Regions from separate parts of the Hordeum vulgare genome. Here region 1 is linked to region 2. The links are chromatin contacts, called in public Hi-C maps. All regions are on one chromosome and are shown on one strand. Each heading gives the region's core, a stretch centred on a gene start, on an enhancer-like site or on the middle of the called end of the contact. The rest is flanking DNA. Distances are from core to core; before and after follow the strand shown.

Evidence for each region. Hi-C and Micro-C count contacts between places; a contact is called where the count stands out from the background.
Region 1: a contact with region 2 is called in a Hi-C map of leaf, with 2.2 times the contacts expected there. The contact joins the enhancer-like site here to the promoter of LOC123398982 in region 2. A contact is called at or near these places in 2 of 6 Hi-C or Micro-C datasets (both in leaf).

What each region holds. Positions count from the first base shown.
Region 1 is chr5H:464,203,173-464,206,969 of MorexV3_pseudomolecules_assembly, reverse strand. No RefSeq gene overlaps it. Among protein-coding and RNA genes, the nearest start is that of LOC123396895, 11 kb to the left of the region's middle. Within about 2 kb of position 1,584, at least 1 of the 3 cell types and tissues checked has open chromatin away from gene starts, as enhancers often do. A contact at or near this core is called in leaf, where this site is marked.
Region 2 is chr5H:464,140,051-464,144,006 of MorexV3_pseudomolecules_assembly, reverse strand. LOC123398982 (heavy metal-associated isoprenylated plant protein 20-like) reads right to left here and starts at 1,901. Exons shown (of 3, transcript XM_045093421.1): 1 at 1,644-1,901; 2 at 1,350-1,425; 3 at 490-955. The coding sequence starts at 1,730. The coding sequence ends at 660.

The DNA of each region.
Region 1 (3,797 bases), core at 335-2,834, 63 kb before region 2:
AAAATTCTGCATGTTCCTAGTGCCAATAAGAATCTCCTCTGAGTTCATAGAATTGCCATTGATAATCATGTTTTCCTCGAATTTCGTCCTTATTTCTTTTTTATCAAGGATTGAGTAGCGAAGAAAATCCTTTATCGAGGTAGATGTGTTCAAGGGCTTTACCCGTTGATCCCAGAGCATAGGAGGTTCAATAAAGAAGTCTATGGTGTTGTCAAAATTTTGTCAACACGATGGCACGATCGATTAGGACATGCTTGTTTTTATTTAATTAGTTGAAAGGTTACTTAGGAAAAATAAGATCCCGTCTGTTGGTGAGCGTCATATTGAAACTATTTGTGATTCATGTCAACAAACTAAGAGTCATCAATTATCCTATCAATTTCTACTAGTATCTCCACCGAACCATTGCTGTTAATTTTCTGTGATGTTTGGGGCCCTGCCCCTACCTCTGTTGGTAGACATACCTATTATGTGAGCTTCATTGATGACTATAACAAATTCTCCTGAATCTATCTTCTTAAGAAAAGATCCAATGTGTTTCAAGTTTTTAAAAACTTTCAAGCTCTTGTTGAACGCAAGTTTGACAGCAAAATCATTGTTGTTCAATCTGATTGGGGAGGGGAGTATGAAAAAATGAACTCCTTCTTCCAAACTCTTGGCATCTCACATCATGTGTCATGCCCTCATGCTCACAAACAAAACGGCTCGGTCGAACGTAAGCATAGACACATTGTTAAAGTTGGGCTTGCACTCTTAGCAGGAGCTTCCATGCCTCTCAAATTTTGGGATGAAGCTTTCCTCTCTGACGTTCATATCATAAATATGCTTTCTAGTCGTGTTATTAACAATGACACTCCGGTAGAAAGACTACTTCATACCAAACCAGATTGTACATCTCTTCGTGTTTTTGGGTGTGCATGTTGGCCCAATCTCCGTCCTTACAATAATTGCAAGCTCATGTTTCACTCCAAACAATGTCTATTTCTTGGCTATAGCGCCCAACACAAGGGTGTTAAATGCCTAGATGTCTTCACGGGTCGTGTCTATGTCTATCGTGATGTTATCGTTGATGAAACCAAATCTCCCTTTGCGGATTTTCATCCTAATGTCGGTGCCCTTTTTCGCAAAGAAATTCTCCTTTTACCACCTCATCTCACCAGTTTTGATCAAGGGGGAAACAATATTGATGATCAATTGTTGACTAATCCCACTAATGGGATGCATGAGATGTGTTTTGATGAAACATGAGAAAAAAAACTAGGAAAATGCTGCTGAAAATGTCGCTACCAGTGCAAATCTCGGACCATAACACACGTATCCTGAGATAGAAGAGAGATTTGCCTCGGGATCGGTTCGGCACTAGGAGACCAGATCCTCCTCGTGATCGGTTGCCGCAGATGCGAACGCACCATGCGCACGCACGCGCTCTGCTGCTCCTCGCTCCACGGACGACATGCGACCACCTTCCACTAGGCACGCCACGACCTCAGCTCCGTGACAATCGCCTCCTCGCATGTGACAATCTACGGCTCGCCCAGGTGATGCACGGTTCCGTGGAAAACCATATTTGACGCTCTTTGCGTCAAATAGTCGGCCAAATGCACAGGGGTGCGAGAAACTCGGCCGGTCCATCTCCCTCTACACGCAGTTCTGGTTTCTGCTTCATTCCTTTTGTCCTTTTTTCTGTTTCTTTTTTTTCTTTTTTTGCTTTTTCTGCTTTTGTTTATTGTTTTTCCTTTTTTTCTATGGTTATTTTTTAACCTAAGTTCATGTTTTAAAAAAATTCTTCAAATTTACAAAATGTTCTTGATTTTATAAAAATGCTCTAAATTTCAAATATTTGCCGTTACTCAAAAACATTCATAGCTTCAAAAAATTCGGGATTTCCGAAAAATGTACGACATTTTCCAAAAATGTTCACACTTTTAAAAAATGTTTTTTCAAAAAACATTATTGTTTCATTTTTAGTTTCTTCCTTCACTTTTGTTCCTTTGTCCTTTTCCTAATTTCTGTTTCACATTTAATAATTTAGTTTTGAATTTCAAAAAATGTTCTTGTATTCACAGTTTATATTTAAATGTCTGTGCTTCAAAAAAATGTTCCTGCTTCCAAAATGTATTCATCTTTTGAAAAATGTAAATTGTTCTCGTATACAAAAAACTGGATGATTTTTCAAAAAATGTTCCTTTTCTCATAAATTGTTCACAATTTTTCAAAAAATGTTTTTCTTTTCACATTTTAATAAAAAATGTTCCTGTTTTACAAAAAATGTTTCTCTTTTTTGAATAATTTGTTCACAAATTCAAAACTTGTTTAAATTTTGTTCGCCGATTATAAAATTATTCATAATTTCAAAATGTTCGGGAAGTTTAAAAATATTTTTCATTTTCTAAAAAATATTTGCCATTTCAAAAAATATGCGTAAGTTAGAAAAATGTTCCAGTTTTAAAAAGTGTACATAAGTTCAAAACATGTTCCAGTTTCAAAAATTGTCAACTGAACTGTGTTCTCCTTCGCCGCCGATATCGGCTCGCGACAGCTCCGGTTTGCCGACGGCGAGCTGCTCCTACGACGGAAGGCTCTCAGGTTAGTTCTGAGGGATGCGAGAGGGGTTACCATTGATGCGCGATGCCTTCGGGAAGGGGAAACCCTAGATATTGGCGACATGGTGGCGTTCCCTGCTATTTTGCGAGAATTCGGGACCGGCTGTCGGAGATTGGGGCTCCGGTGAGGGCGGCCGTGGATACGGCGTCAGCCAGGAGGTGGGGAACGGTGGGTGGGGGTGATGCTCCGACAGGTGGGGCCGATGCGGGTCCTGCCCCCAACAGTGCACCAATGGCGGATGGGCGACACGTGGGAGGGGATCGGAGCGCATGTTTTGGCTCAAATGGAAGTATAAAAGCCCCCATCGCGCCGCGGCTTGACCTAGAGGAAGCATTCTCCCACTTCTGGTCGGCGCAGCCAAGAAACCCTAGATCGAGAGCGAGCGATTCCTTCGGTTGGTGGAGAGGGAAGGTTGGAGGAGATCTGCGATCCTTCGCGGCGGTGGCTGCGTCTACTCCTGCGATGGGGGATGGAGATCGAGGCTTTCGTGGAGATCGACGGGGGGAGCCTGGTCGTGGTGCTCGCGGGCCCGGTCCTGCTACTGGACGGGGCGGTGGCCGTGGTGGAGACCGGAGCAAGTTCTCGTGGAAGCAGGACGACGGCAACAACAACTCATATACTTCCAATGTCGCCTCCGGATCTGATGACACCTCGCGGTGGGATGAGGCTGTGATGGGGAAGCAGGCGGTGGATGGTGGGGTCTGGGTGCCCAAGAGCCAGGGATCTTCTGGATCCGCTGGTGAGGGTGCGGATCGCCAGATCCCCAATCCCCTTCGTCGCAATCAAGGAACAAAAGTGAACCAGGTGACTCCTTCCAATGTTCATGATCCCTGCCTCATCTGCAAATCTCGTGAGCATGTTCCTGGGTTCTGTGCACAAGCTTTCTGTGAAAGGTGTGGTCGATTAGGTCACCTTGCATCTGTCTGTTGTGAGTTCTTACCCTGGAGTTATGTTGCCTCTATGTGTGTGTTTCAGTCGAGGGTGCAGGATTTTTACTACATACATGACTCATGTTCGGCTAATCTGATGAAGGAGAGATCTAATAACATTGTAGTTAGTATAGTTGAGGGGGAGACATCTACCAGACAAATGGAGCTTGATCTCAATGACTATTTGGCCATAGGATGGCGATGCTCGGCTCATGCTATTGGCTCGGGTGTTTTTGTGGTGAGATTTCCTAACCCTAGGGCTGT
Region 2 (3,956 bases), core at 652-3,151:
ATGCTTTCCCCTTTGTAAGAAAGAAAGAAAAAGGAAAGGTAACGATGATCAGGTAGGACAGAAAAGAAGGATCGAGACTTGACAGGGATGTATATATCCAAGATCATAAAGCGGTGGCATAAAGTTGTAACTCAGGCTTATCTACACCTCGGATGTAAACGGAAAATTCAAACAAAAAAAGTAGAAAAATCCAACAAAAAAACTGAAAATTCTATTCATCGAAGCTGCTCATGTGCACGAGGTGCATGCAATATTTCGCAGTGTTTGGACATCTAAGAAGCTCGTGCCAAAAAGGAAAATATTGGTTCTCTAAGAAACTTTTAAAAAAAGTATTATTCGGAGCTGATTTTGTTTCTTTGCTTCTCAGATTTCCGAAAACCACGAAATTTACACGTGCCCTGCGCACATGAGCATCTTGGGTTCCCAAAAAGATCAGACTTTTTTAAAACGTTATTACTATTATTATTAGTGTATATTGTTTACCCGGTGTAGATGAGCATGTGCATCGTTTTGATTTATGGCTCTATACATCACCCATCAGCACCGTACATGCATGCACAAGTTCATCTTGGTACCATTTTTCCCCAGCGCGCGCTGCGAGAAGACCGATATACCTCTAGTAATCTAGGCATGGAGTGGCTGGAGTGAAGATGATGGAATCACATGACGGTGCAAGCGTTAACGTCCTCGTCGTTGAACATGTTCATGTACTTGACCTCCGGCGCGGCCGGGTCAGCCATGGCCTGCGGCACGTTGCGGACCAGTCCCGCCGGCGCCTTCTTGTCGTAGGAGCCGCCAACGTAGGGGTAGGTGGCCACCGAGTAGGGCACGTACGGCCACATATCCGCCGTCGTCTTCCCGGTGCGCTTCACCCTCGCCAGCACCTTGCGAGGCTCCACGTACCCCGTCACCGTCACCTTGTTGATCTTGCGATTCACCACCACCGTCGTCACACCTTCGGCATCCACAGATGTATTCATCAAATGAATATATATATATATATATATATATATATATATGTACTCCCTTCGATCCATACTAATTGACGCATATTTGATACATACAAAGTTGTACTAAAACAGTGTTAATTAATATGGATCGCAAAGGGATTACTAACCTCTATATTTTCTATCCAAAAAAAAGTCAGTGTTTGAATTAGCGTCTTTCAAATCAACTAGAACAGAGCTATAACGAGCTATTAGCGGACTATAGTGCATGAAACTATTTAACGACACAAGCTAAAAGGTTATGGCGAGGCTATATAAAAATATGAAAAGTATACTACTTTCAAAAGAATATCGCTTGGTTTGACGTTTGAGATCGATATCCGTGACTGTGTGTATATTTACCCCGAATCGATTTGACGGCGTTCCTGACCCTCCTCTCGCAGCCATCACAGTCCAGCTTCACCTTGATGTTCACCGTCTGCAGATAGATTGAAGAAACTCCATTTAATCACACGTATGTGGCAGCTCGATTATCAAAAATGACGACGACAACAACAACAAAACATATCGATCCCTTCACAAGATCAGAAGACCATCTTCGGAAGATGGAACTGCTTCCGACCGATGAAGCATGAACAAACAAACCTACACCAAAAAAGAGAACACGAGCGTGCCTGAGAATTCCACAATCCTCACCGTCAGTGGCCGCCTTTTCTTGATCCTGATGGCTTCCCTTGTGTGTGTCAAGTTGCAGAGACGGGAGAGGTGATCCAAGGCGCCCATGATCGATCTGATCTAACTCAACTTTTGCTTCCAGCAAGACGAATTGACGAACCGCTCTTGCGCTTGTCTGTACTGCGAAGACCAAGTACAGAACCTTAGGCGATGGATGGGGTCATATATATACCCAGGAGAAGGAGGAGAGACAAGGACAGCACGCCTAATCCTGCATGGTTAGGGTTGGTGCAAGTCTATATCGATGCTACTAGAGGACACAATGAGAGTGATTAAACCTCTGAGATTTCGGACTAAATAGAGTGTGTTGGGCAAGCGTTTCTTTTCCCAGGATGGGACATGCCCTGCCCCCCGCAGCTCCATCCATCACAAGGTGCCCCGAGCGTGACAACACCTCAATCATGCACTCAATCAAGACAAGGGGATAAAAAGTCTTGCCATAGAAATGGATTGCTTTTCTATCGAATCATATTCTTCGGATCATTCTGAAAGGGCTAACATACCTAATCCGAATTCAAATCTTGACTTATGATCTAGCTACTTGCCAAAATTATGCACTAATTAAAATCTATGGCATAAAATGGTGATCGCCAGGTTAGTACGTAGTGTGTTCTTCACTGATGCGCTGGGTCTTTCACGTTACAGTACGATGTTGATTGATATATTCCTTCTCGGGCTTCTATCGCGCCGTAGTTTTCAGCCTCTTTGCAAGGTTCTCCACTTCTCTCATCTGCTTTCAGTTTACACTTTAGGATTCGTACATCTGTTCCCACTTTATATTATACTTGCGTCTGCCTTCGCTGCTCCTTTCAAGTTCAACGCTAGATGCATGAATGGCGTGTGCATATCACAAATTTCTCTGCTCCATATGCGCGGCTACCTATTGGAAAGATGGGATGCCTTATCGTAGTGAGATTTTTTAGGGTACATCATGTTAGAAATATGAACAATTTACCATAGGATTTTATTGAAAGAAAAGCTAGGAAAAATATGACCATCATACTAAAGATGAAACAAGACATGCAATATAAAGATAAGATGACAAAAGACATGTGCACATATGATCTAGAAAAGATCATATGTATAATCGTTCTATATACAGAAGACAACATATGAAAGAATGAGCAGAAATAAAACATATCTAGAAGTGAAACTAGAGCAAGTAGTTGCGACAGAAACTCAAAGAAAAAGAACATGAGCACGTACTGAGTTGCAGCAGCAGTAGGGTTGGTGTTGACGTTGCCGTTTGCCATGTTACCGAAGAGGTGGTCGACGTCGGGGAAGAAGTCGTCGTCCGGGAAGAGATCGTCGGTGTCCGTGATGAAAGCCAGTAGTCGCACTGAGCGCTCCCCAAAAACCTTATCGCCCTTCTCTCGTACAGGACTCGAAGAGACGGAGTTTCGGAGGCCTGCTCTCCCGGCCTACGGTGCACGTCGCAAGTCGGGATGGGGATCCACTACAGCAAAACGTTCAACTTCCGAGTGACCTTTCGTATACCAGTCGTGCGTGGCAAAAATTTAGTTCGGCTCGTTCCAGCAACCCGCGGCGCGTCGTGATGGGACGGGCGGTGGAGGAGTGTCGTCCCCTATGCTTCAGCCATAGGCTCTATCATGTATGCAATGTTGTGCACAAGACCTGATGTCAGCCTTGTCATAAGTATGGCGGGAATGTTTCAAAGTGATGCAGGAATGGAACACTGGACATCGGTTAAGAATAAAGAAATGTTTCTCGTGTATGGAGGTGATAAAGGGTTACGTCGATCCAAGCTTTGACACTGGTTCAGATGACTCTAAGTCTCAAACCGGATACGTATTTTATTCTCAATGGGGGTGCGGTAAGTTACTGCAGTTTCAAGCAAAGCGCGGTATCTGATTCTACATGCAAATCAGGGTACATAGCTGCCTCGTAGGCAGCTAAACAAGGCGTCTGGATGAAGGAGTTCATGATAGATCTTGAGTAGTGCCGAGTGCACTGGATCCAATGACTCTGTTCTGTGACAACACTCGTGCCATTGCTCTAGCCAAGGAATCAAGGTTTCACAAGAGGACCAAACACATAAAGAGACATTTCAATTCGATCCGCTATTACATCAAGGAGGAGGACATACGTATTTGCAAAGTGCACATGGATCTGAATGTTGCAGACCCGTTGACTAAGACTCTTCCACGAGCAAAACATGATCAACACCAGAATTGTATGGGTGTCAGATTCATTACAATGTAAATCACATGGTGGTGTGAGCTAGATTATTGACTCTAGTGCAAGTGGAAGACT